Regions from separate parts of the Anas platyrhynchos genome. Here region 1 is linked to region 2. Evidence: chromatin contacts called from public Hi-C data. All regions are on one chromosome and are shown on one strand. Each heading gives the region's core, a stretch centred on a gene start, on an enhancer-like site or on the middle of the called end of the contact. The rest is flanking DNA. Distances are from core to core; before and after follow the strand shown.

Evidence for each region. Hi-C and Micro-C count contacts between places; a contact is called where the count stands out from the background.
Region 1: a contact with region 2 is called in a Hi-C map of subcutaneous adipose tissue, with 3 times the contacts expected there. The contact joins the promoter of FADD here to the promoter of LTO1 in region 2. A contact is called at or near these places in 2 of 8 Hi-C or Micro-C datasets (liver and subcutaneous adipose tissue).

Annotation. Positions count from the first base shown.
Region 1 is chr5:48,080,494-48,086,240 of IASCAAS_PekinDuck_T2T, forward strand. FADD (Fas associated via death domain) reads left to right here and starts at 2,882. Exons shown (of 2, transcript XM_005022778.6): 1 at 2,882-3,750; 2 at 4,171-4,535. The coding sequence starts at 3,450. The coding sequence ends at 4,457.
Region 2 is chr5:47,810,448-47,815,893 of IASCAAS_PekinDuck_T2T, forward strand. LTO1 (LTO1 maturation factor of ABCE1) reads right to left here and starts at 2,443. Exons shown (of 8, transcript XR_011809772.1): 1 at 2,285-2,443; 2 at 2,091-2,196; 3 at 1-24. FGF19 (fibroblast growth factor 19) reads right to left here. Exons shown (of 5, transcript XM_038180520.2): 5 at 5,201-5,446.

The DNA of each region.
Region 1 (5,747 bases), core at 1,632-4,131, 270 kb after region 2:
TACATGCACATCCCTTGTTACAGAAGAGGGACTGGCTGAAAAGAGAGGGCAAGCTATTAATATTTACAGAAAGCTATTTGTCATATCAAGAATAAGTTGCTTGACAGTACTATTACTGAGAAAACAGAGTCATCAAAGCTGGACTCAAACACTCATACACTTGGTAATGAGCACTAATAGCAAATCAGATTACATTGGATCAGATTAGAGCTCCTGGAGAAACTGTCAAACATTTCCACAGCTGTGTAGAAGATTACACTGATTCCAGAATAAAGAAGAAGGGCAACCAAAAATTTAATTTGCCTTGGCTGGAAAGCACAAAGCATCTTCCAAAAATTCTACGCAAATTGCTGTAAATCACCTACAGTCAGGACAGCCACAAACATTTTGTCACAACATTCTTACTCTTCAAGACATGTAGACTAACTCACTGCTTTTTAAAGCAGTTTAATAAATCGTGAATACTTGCAAGCAACCCGAGAGTTGTCAGCTACTCGACACATATTCACACACTGTGGCTGTGCACAGCCCCTGAGAAAGGCAGCTCCATGCTTTGCTGCTTCACTTCCACACTCCCTAAATGTGTGTTTGTTCCTGTATGTCCTGGTGACCGACACCTTTCTGAAGAATCGGCAGAAATGAATCATTTTGTTCTCGTTGTCCTGCTCTTTCAGTGGAAATCAAGTCAAAAAGCTCAGCACTGAGCACTCCAAAGCCTCGAGCTCCCTCTGCAGCATTTTGGAAGGAATCGTCTTGCCTCAAGGAACCTATAAATTACGTGGTGAGGAACTGGATCATTCATAGCACTCAATTTCTGGGAAAATCGCACTGAAATCTGAGCTGGTCTACTAAATCATTTGTATTAAATTTTATTCTAATGTGGAACCGTTATGATCTGTTGACCCTGGAAAATATTTTCTTTGCTGACCCTGCCCCAAACCACTTTCAAAGGAAATAACTGGAGGAAAGCACATTCCTTTGGTATTTTCATCTGTGAATGTGTAGAGTTAACAGGCCAGATTCAGATATAACAAAAGGGGCCACTAAATCACTATGCCAGACATTAGAAGTGAATTAAAAAGCATTTAAGTGGTGATTTATATCTTAACTAAATGATGATTTATATCTTTTAGTTCCATGTTTGTTATTAATTTAGACTCCCTGAGAATTACATTGATACATAGGATTACTTTCACACATCTTCATATAGCAGTGCTGAATGTGACCACTAAGTTCATACAAACCCCAGCTGATGCTTGTCAAGTGACAGAGAAAAAGGAATAAATTATGCTGATTTAGACATCCTTCATGTAGACTTGTCTCTGAATTTGGCCTGCTAATATCACCAGGCACAAGCTGGGTGCCAAGTGATTTGGTTCCACATCACACTTTGTTTTGAAGTTATTTTTCTTGGCAATATTAAAATGAGATTTTAAACTGAATTTTATACTTTTTATGCTGTTATTAGGATTTATATCTGCTTTCTAAGTTAATTCACACACTGCAACTCTATTTCTTCTTGGCATCATACTACACTTTTTTATTCATGCTCATTCCTCCACATTAAAGAATCTTCAGGACTGCAGAGAGAAAATACAACCCTCAATACAGGAACAGCTCATCCTAGTTTATGTGACCCTGCAACAAGTTAATTCCCTCCAATTTGCAACAATTAGGGACTCAAAAAAAAAAATAATATCTGCTTTAAACTTGTTTAGTCCACAAATGGCTTTCATCCATGTAGCTAGTTCCACTTACTGGCTTTCTTGATCATGGGCAAGACTGGCTCTGTGTAACAGACCGAAACAGGATGCTGAAAATCTAGCAATTTTATGTAAGGAGGGCTTGTGCCTGTGGGAGTTTTAGAAATGTTTTGGGAGTAGGAGTTGTTCCTCAAGTTGGAATGTGAGACTGGAGAAGGAGATGTGGAAAATGATAACTCCCAAGTTCGTGTATCTGAGACTGCAATCTCTTTATGGCATGGACCAAAGTTCTGTTTGTGTGTTGCAACAATAATAAATTAAAGGATGCACTGGGAACAACTTAGTAATGGGATAGTTTCGGGAATAATCCAAAGGTAGTTCAGGACTTTCCTTGTTCCTATCTATGCTGTGCAGTAAGCCTCTGTGGTTGCTCTGAACTTTGGAGACCTACAAAACAATGTCATGAACTTGAACTTTCCCTTTCGAGAAAAGTTCACAACCTTTCACCTTCTAAAAAATTGGCTTTAAGACATGGAGACTTAAAATTTGCCCTACTTCAGTTTTAAAGGTCAGAAGTTATTTCTTGTCACAATTAACCTTTGTGAGCAACAAGGCCCACATGCCAAGTCCGGTGTTTCTTGGTTAAGGCTTGGGTCTCTGGGGGTAGCAGAGGCAGTGCGTAGAGGGCAGAGGCTGCTTTCCCAGGTGGCTGCCAGAGATGCCATGGCAATAGCAGTGTCTCTTTGGGAAAGGGTCTCTGATGCTGCTTTTCTTGGTCTGTCAAGTCTGTTCATCAATAATTGGTCTCCTTTCCCCCATTTGCAAAAAGAAAATAAAAAAAGAAAAAAGCTTCCAAAATAACCCTTGTAGATTTAGGTGGTAGGTAAAAAAAATAAAGAAGTGATAACTCTCACGAAAAGGCTAACAATTCTGTGTTTAATGGGGAATCTACAGATCCCCCAACCTGGGCACAAACACATTACAATTACAGCTTAACCGAAACCAGGACGCAGGGAGCTGGCTCTACTTGTGCAGCAGGCGGCGGGCAGCGTCAAACCTGGCTCCAAGCACACATTTTTAATTCAGTACCACATAACAAGGCAGTTAATCTCCGAGGTATTTAGAGCACTGTGCGGCTCCTAATAACAGACCAGCTGGCAGCGAGCACGGCGACCAGCGTTTCGGTGCTGTCAGCGCCTCAGGCACTACCGGGTGGCAGGGAGCTCAGCAGGCTGCTGCCTGCCTCTGACACCTCAGCGGGGCGACTCGGCAGCAGGAGCCGCAGCCCAAACACCCCACACGGAGACTGCTGACACCCGTGGGCTGAGGTGTCCGGGCACCCGCAGGCGATGGGGTCGCTTCCTCGTAATTCTTTATTTTAAAACACGCGGGGCCCTTTGCTGCCAGACGCCGCCAGCAGGGCCCGCCTGAGGGGCGGAACGGCCGGCACCAAGGCGGCGGCCGCCATCTTCTAGGGCTGACAGGGAGCCCGCTGCTGCCATCTCGTGGCTGCCGGCGGGCGGGAGCAGGGCCGGGGCAGCAGCGCTCCGCCGTCGCGGCGGGGCGGGGGCCGGGCTTTGCTTCGCTTCGTTTCGTTTCGTTTCGTTTCATTTCTCGTCCCTGCAGTGCCGCGGAGCCGCTCAGCGGAAACAGGAACGAAAGCCGCCCGCGGAGGCGGGACTCCGCCAGCCTTCCCCTGCCGCCCGCGTCTCGCCCGGCGCCGGCCCCCCTCTAGGCCTCGGCACCATGGACCCGTTTCTGACCCTGCTGCATTCCTTTTCCTCGAGCCTGTCGGCCGCGGAGCTGCGAGAACTGAAATTCCTCTGCCAGGACAAGATTGGGAAGAGGAAGCTCGAGTCTGTCCAAAGCGGCACGGAGCTCTTCAACTTCCTCCTCGAGCAGCAGGTGATATCAAGCCACGATGTGGACTTTCTCAAAACGATGCTGAAGGTCATTAAAAGAGAAGATTTGGTTACGCGGCTAGAGCATTTTGTAGAGGAAGGAGAAGCTAATGTACCTGAAGATCAACCAGACGTGAATGAAAAACGTAGGTGGATTTTCTTATTATTTTTTTTTATTTTTTCCAAAATAATCGCAATAAGTACATACACATCATCAAGACATGGGTCTGCTTGGAGCACGGTTGCCTGCTGTGGATGAGTCCGCTGCTAACAGTGCTTCTGCTACTTAATTGTTCCAGAGGACAGTGTTATGTCCTGCAAGAGTACCATGAGGGCAGCATATGCTGCAAACAGCCTGCTGGAGTGGAAATTACTTCTGTTACGCCTGATGGTCACTTGGATGTTTGCTATATACTTGGACCTCACGGTATATGCAGTGGCTTTTCAGACATGGTGTGACATACAGCGTGTGTAATACAGCAAAAGTAGCAGCATTTTGCTTAATAAAAATCTTACCTAATGTTACTTTTGGAAATCCATCATTAACATTGTTTTTGCTATTTCAGGTCTGCAGAAGGTAGCTATTGAAGTCATATGTGAAAATGTTGGGAGAGAATGGAAAATGCTGATGCGGAAACTTGGCTTTTCTGAAGTGAAAATGGACAGAATAATAGCAGCCAATCCCCTTAATTTGAAGGAACAATTGGTTCAGTCACTTCGAGAGTGGCAGAAATGGAAGGGGAAAGATGCAAAGGTGACTGACTTAATAAAAGGTCTTCGAGACTGTAACATGAACTTGGTGGCAGACCTAGTTGAACAGAAGCTCGTGCAACTGAACATTGAAGCCAAATGAAATCAGTGTAAAAACTCATTCACATCTGTGATGTGAAAGTAAAAAAGCAGAAGTGCCTTCCCATGTTCAAAACCAAAATCACTGTCATTGGTTCTGTTAATTCTGCAATTCATTCATGTGCCTTAAATTAATAGCTTAATTTGTGGTCAGATTAAGACTAACATAAAAAAAAAAACAAAAAACATTTCATGTAGTGCTTTGCAGCTGATGCTTCCCTTTAAGTGATATTAACATTCAGAATAACTAAATTACCCTGTGTAAAAATTCTTACACTTTAGTTCAGCCTCTCACCTGAAAATATTACTAGCTTTATTGCAAGTACTTCCCAGATAACATCTCTGTGAATGCATCCATGGAACACTTGTGAGGGAGCTGTAATCTAAAACTTGATAGCTTTTCTTTTGTTTGTTTGTTTTTGTTTTGTTTGTTTGTTTTTAAAGTGGCCTGGTTTTAGTGTGAAAGGGGTAAGGAGGTAGAGCTCTTTGCTGTGTAGCGGTTCTGTTTGTTTTAGGTGGCATAAGATAATATCGTCCATAATCTGTTGAATACCTTTGCTATCAGTAGAAGGATACTAAGAAGACTGTAACCTCACTCTGTAAGATGGCAGTGCAAAAGACGTAATAGCTATTTTAGTGGTGCTTTTTTTGGCAGAAAATATGCCCAGTTTGAAAATGAACATGTTGAAATCAACTGTCTGTATCAAGTGCCTTCATACACGGAATCAGAATGGCAGAGGTTGGAAGGGACCTACAGAGGTCACCTTATCCAGCTCTTTTGCTCAAGCAGCAGCACCACCTAGAGCAGGTTGCCCAGGACCTTGAAAATCTCCAAGAAGGGAGGCTCCTCAGCCTCTCTGGGCAACCTGTGCCAGTGCTGTGTCACCTGCAGCAAATAAAAATCTTAAAGTGCTTCCTGATATTTAGATGGAAAACTTCACCCTGAAGGAAATGTTCTCCTGAAAGTACCAAAGAAATTTTAAGCATTTCACAAATGTTTACAACAGACTTTTTTTTTTTTTTAATGCCTTGAATGTTTTAAGATTCTTCACATCAAGTCATCTTGAAGTAGGATTGTTAACTGCAAATATCTAACTACATAGATAGATACCTGAAGGGAGAGGCTTTGTTTTTGATACTGTACCTGTGTGACTTAGCCCCTTTCAAGTTCTCATTACACGGTGCTATTATTATGAAGGCTGGGCATCAGAATGTAATACATCACTACTCTTTCTGACACTCACAATTTTCAAGTTTTTCTTGAATTTGTTGATTCTAGTGTAGAAGGGAAGCT
Region 2 (5,446 bases), core at 1,193-3,692:
TGCAAAGCCAAGGTAGCTGCCGATCTAGGAATTTATAAGAATACCATGAAAAAAATAAACATATGCATACAAATCATTAAACAAATGTATACAAACAGTACTACATTATATCCCACTCTTCAGGAAACAATTTATTGCCTATACAAACACATTTCATGTTGAAAAGCTCAATAAATTAGGGTAAGATGAATGAGGGATATCTGTGTTACCCAGTACAACAGTCAGAACACTTCTTGTAAGAAATCTGTTTAGCATCAGATGAAAACAGTATTTAAAATGCAGCATGAACAGCAGTCCTGCAAAACACTATCCATATTGACACCCTCTGAACCTCAAAATTTATGAAACTGATGTATGGCAGTAGGGAAATAATTCAGAAACAACCTATTTAAGATGCTTTGGTAAGTATGTGTTTTTGCAGCAGTGTCAGCTTAAGCAGCTCCTGTACAGCCCCAGAAAAAGCTGTACCAGCTTGGCTGAGGGAGCAGCCAAGTCAACCAAACAGGAAAACACATTTTTTCTGAGTTAATATGCAAAGAATGTTACTAGCCTAACTCATGAGGGTAGCACAGAATCAGAAAGAAGCACAGGAAGCTGACTAAGCCAGTCTTGCTGCCAGAGAGCTTTTCATTACAACTGTAATCAAATAGGAATATACTGGAATATAATAAGAATATGTTCTTCAATGCACCAGCTTGTAAGTCAGCTGGAGTCTCTTTCTAAAATGATTTAGCATTCTCAGAAAAACAACACAGACACTTAAAACATAAGTGAGCTGACTTCAAGGTAGTTAAGTCCAAAATTATAGCCTAATCCCACTTCAGTCCACATGTGCATACACCTGCCATTTAAACGTAGTAAACATAGTTTAACTTGGAAGTTCCCATAACCTTAAAACCACTTCAGAGTAAAGCAAGAATGTTTGGGAATACCAGTCTCCTGGCAGTTATGTTTGATATGGTACACAGATCAACTTTTGTTACTTCGTGTATTTTATTTATTTATTTTAAGGCTCAAACGTGGGTTTGGGACTTAACATTTCATTTAGTGCTTAAGCATATTTGAAGTGAGGCAATTTCACCTGCGTGCACCAAAACTGCTTGGAGTCTCCAGGTAGGTGGAGACAACCCACAGACTTGGTACCTAGCTGCACCAAGCTGCTGCGGGCTGGAGACATGTGCCCTTGGACGCTTCACAGCGGTATGCTCAGCAGAATTAGCAGCGCCCTACCACAGGGGCACAATCTTCTGCTTGAGCCCTAGTGGATACTGTGTCCAATACCGCCTAAAAGATATGATGGATAACAAACGTTTTATTTGTAACATCTTAATTTAATTCTCTATCAAGCAAGGCCCCTGTCAGATCAGTACTGTAGTTCTGCTCACGGCTGACAGTTCAAAAACTGCCCAATTCATCCCTTCACATGACTCCCTATCTACAATTTTAGTCTCTTCAGGAACTTCCCAACATAAGTAGATCAGTGCACTTCTCCTATATCATGGCCTACACAGGACAGTTTTGCATACAGCCATCTGTATTTAGAAGCTGCTGTTCAATGCTGTTTTCTTAGAACTTCAGAGCTGTAGCATCACTAGGAAAATATTTCATCACTATATATCTCTGTATCACACCAAGTGTAAACCAAAATTTTATAATAACCATCCTTTCAGAATTTGGGTTTACCGATTTCACTTCATAATGGATTAACATAATTGCTGCTGTTCTGCCAGTAGCAATATTCACCTGACAAACTCTCCCAATGTTAGAAGTAGCAGAGAGTAAAACACAGACAACCAGAATTGTCCTGTTGGAGGAAAGTGACTTGGGTGAAGAGCCAACACCGCATGGTTTTCCCTAATGCTGAACCACAGAGGATGGTCCGGGGGTTAAATTTTGGGTTAAAGAAATCAACATATACAATTTGTCTCGAGCATGTTTATTTGATTTCTCTCTTATCCTTCCTTTCAGGAGAAAAAAAAATAAATCAAAATGGGATCAAATAAACTTTAAAAAAAAAAAAAAAAGCCTATTTAACAGTTTCCTCGCGACACAGCCCCCAGCCCCGCGACCTGAGGCGCCTTCCCCCTTACCTCGGCGCCCACCCTGGCCCCGTGGCGCGCCCCGTGCCTCCTCCCCTCAGCAGCCCCAGCCTGGCGGCCTTCGGCGTAGCCCTCCTGATAGCCCTCGCCGTGGAACCTGCGGACACACACACACACGGACGGTTTCTGACGCTGGTTCCCACTTCACTTTCTGCCGTTCAGACGCCAGGCAGGGGCTGCCCTACCTGTGCTCGGCCATCACGATCTCCTCGAACATGTCCGGGCCGGGCCCCGGGGCCGCGGCGGCCGCCATGACGCCGCCAGAGCCCTCCCTCAGCGCGGCCCCGCGGCGCGCGGCAGGCCGGGAGCGGACGGCGAGCCGTTGGGGCCGCGCGCGGGAAGCGCACGGTTAACGGCCGCCGCCAGCACCAACGGCCCGCGCCGGCCCTGAGGCGGCAGGGGGCGGCAGCGCGCCGCTGACAGAGCGGGGTGGGACGGGGAAAGGGAATAGGGAGCTGTGGGCGAGCTGCGCCTCCCTCCCGTGACAATAGCGGGATGGATCCTTACTGTGCGTTAAGTTATGCCAGCAGCCTGGTTTCTGGATGGCGCAGCTTGCGTTTGTTTTCCTGTCAGCCTGGCTGGCGGTTGGCAAACACCAAGTCATGCACCCAGCGACCAGTACGGCTAACTCCTGACAGAAGGAGTTGTGGAAACTACCACAAGCCCCTTTTGTTTGGATCCGAGACGCTTTCGACTTTCAATTAGTGTATTTTTTATGTAGTTAGATGGCCAACCGTTAGTATGCCGGTCTATTACAACATTCACTTATTGTTACAAATGAACACTGGTAAAACAAAACATTTGTCCTTATTTATAAATACATACGCTAACTTATTGGTTCTTCAGGTAATTAGACTTGAGACATTTCATGAAATGTGTGGCTCTGCGGACACCAATCCACACAGCGGTACAGCCGGTCTGTTAGCCTCTGAGACAAACACAGGCAGGGGATTGAATAGACGGCTCCGAGGTCCTGAGACGTGTCTACAGAATAAATAAAACCACTAGAGCAAAATCAAATTCATACTAGTAAAGGTTTAGCTAACGAGATGCACCAATCACTGTTCATTAAAAATGCTCCATCGCAACAGGCTATATTGATTTGTAAGGAGTGACTGCAGTCAGTCAGCCAGCTCGTTTTCTGCATTAATTTAATGCTTAGGTGTCGATGGACATTACGTGAAATTAAATCACTGAAGGTTTGCAAGGTGTGTATCTACTGTACTGTCTCACAATCACAAACACGTATTGTTCACTAACCATATGATGCCAGTGGAAATATAAAGTAACTCCAAAGCTAATGACTACAATTTATATCTTTGGAAGTTAATGCAAAGCAAGGGCTTTGATCTCAGTAGGTAGGTGGATTGATTCATTATGTTGCAAATATAACAGTATTCTAGCAAGAAGTCTACCAAACACTGCTCTCATTTTGGGGTATTCTTACGTGTTCTCAGCAATCCATTTCATCTGTCAGGGTTCCTGAGAAACTTGCTGTATGCCTGGACAGTCACAAAGTCACCCGTAATTCAGAGTCTAAATGATGTGTTTTTCCCACTTCCAGTTGCTTCCAAGGCAAACGTATCTCTGCTTTCATCACATCTGATGCCGCCTGAAAGGAGGGTTGGCTATCATACATTTTTGGAGAAAAGAAAGTACATTTATTTTATTATTATTAAACGAACAAGTCCTTCTCCTTGTCCCAGGGTTTCCATGAACATAGTTTCAGTACTTGGAGCAGGGGTAACACTGATACTTCGGTTCCTGAATAAAGGTTTTACAGCTCTTCACACTTCCCCAGAGTGGAAATGGAGATGCCCAGTATCTCCTTTTCTATAGCTTTCTCACTACTCTTACAACTCGTATTTACACATCATAGCTTCTAATTGAGACTTCACAAGGAGACATTTGACACCTGACCTTTTAAAACCCTTTACAGCTGTAAAACCTACTCCTGCAAAGGAAAGCCTGGCAATTGCCTTACTGTCTTTGAGAGATGGTGGCCAGCCAAGGCTCACATAGCGCAGAGCAAAAACGTGCGCGGTGGTGGTGCTGTTTGCATTCCCACAGAACCGAAGACAATGGTGTTCAAAGGTTTTGCACACCAAGTTCCTGACCGAGTCAGGTGTCTAATGGCAGGGAAAGCATTTTCCAGTAATCGTTCCACCTCACACAGGGATCTTGTCACTTTTCATAAGCAAAGCAGCCAGGCCTGGTCAGAGCTTGGATGGGAAACCTCCAAGGGAAACTAAAGTGCTTCAGGAAGTGGTGTGGGTAATTTAGCTCCTGGCATTCTTCCCCCTGTCTGAATAAATATTGAACCAACCTCTAACCATGCTGTTACAGTAAGGAACACCGTGCTGGTGGTGGAAGATGCAGACCCAAAGGTGTCAGCAAATAGGGTCACAAGATGCTATTCACATATGTAAGGATGCTCGACTTTGTGCTCTTGACAATATTCACAATAATGTTAAATCTACTTTAAAATCTCTCACTGGTTAATGTAAACAGTGTGCCCCCTGAATTCTGTCATTTGTTGTGTTTCCCATCAAGACTGTCTTAGTTTGCTTGTTTTCTGTTTTTTGATTTTTATGAAAGGGTCTTGACACATACCTGATGTTCAAAAATAATATAGTGTCTGATCAAAAACAGAAATGAAAAAGAAAAAAACAAAACAAAACAAAAACAAAACAAAAAAAAAAAAACAACCAACCAACCAACCAAACAAACAAAACAGAATACCCAAAGCACAAAAACTTTTGAAATAAAACAACTAGAAAGTCAGGACTGTGTCTCCCAACACATGAAGAGTAGGAACCCTCCGGATGTGCGGCAGTGGCTTAGCACAAAGGAGAATATGAAACACCATGGGAGATGTTCTGCAGCCAAGAAATCTGCAATTCCTGTGAGTCACCCTTGCAGCATTTCCAAACTGAAATGTTCAGTCCCTCTTTTCCTGCCAGAAATAAAGATCTTTTTCAGGCAACACGGCCATTTCCCCCCCCCCCCCCAGGTGCACTGATAAGTATGGTGCCATTCTGTAAAAGAGATCAGCCTTCTACCTACATCGCTTTTGTGTTTTGCAGGTGGATGGTTGATGTATTAATATAAAAATCCACTCATGGAGCATGTAGTGTGGTTCAAGTCTGGTTGGAAATTGCTACCTTTAGTGCCCACAATGTGCAGATGCTGGCGTACCAGCATGCAGCTTTGCCTGTGCTGGAAATTTGCTCTGGCTGCAGCCATCCGCAAATCCTCGCTGAAGAAGGAGCCATTTCCAAAACCCTTCCATGACAAAGATACTTTTCTTAGACTTGCAGTTTCATGTGAAGCTCAGCAGCAACTGG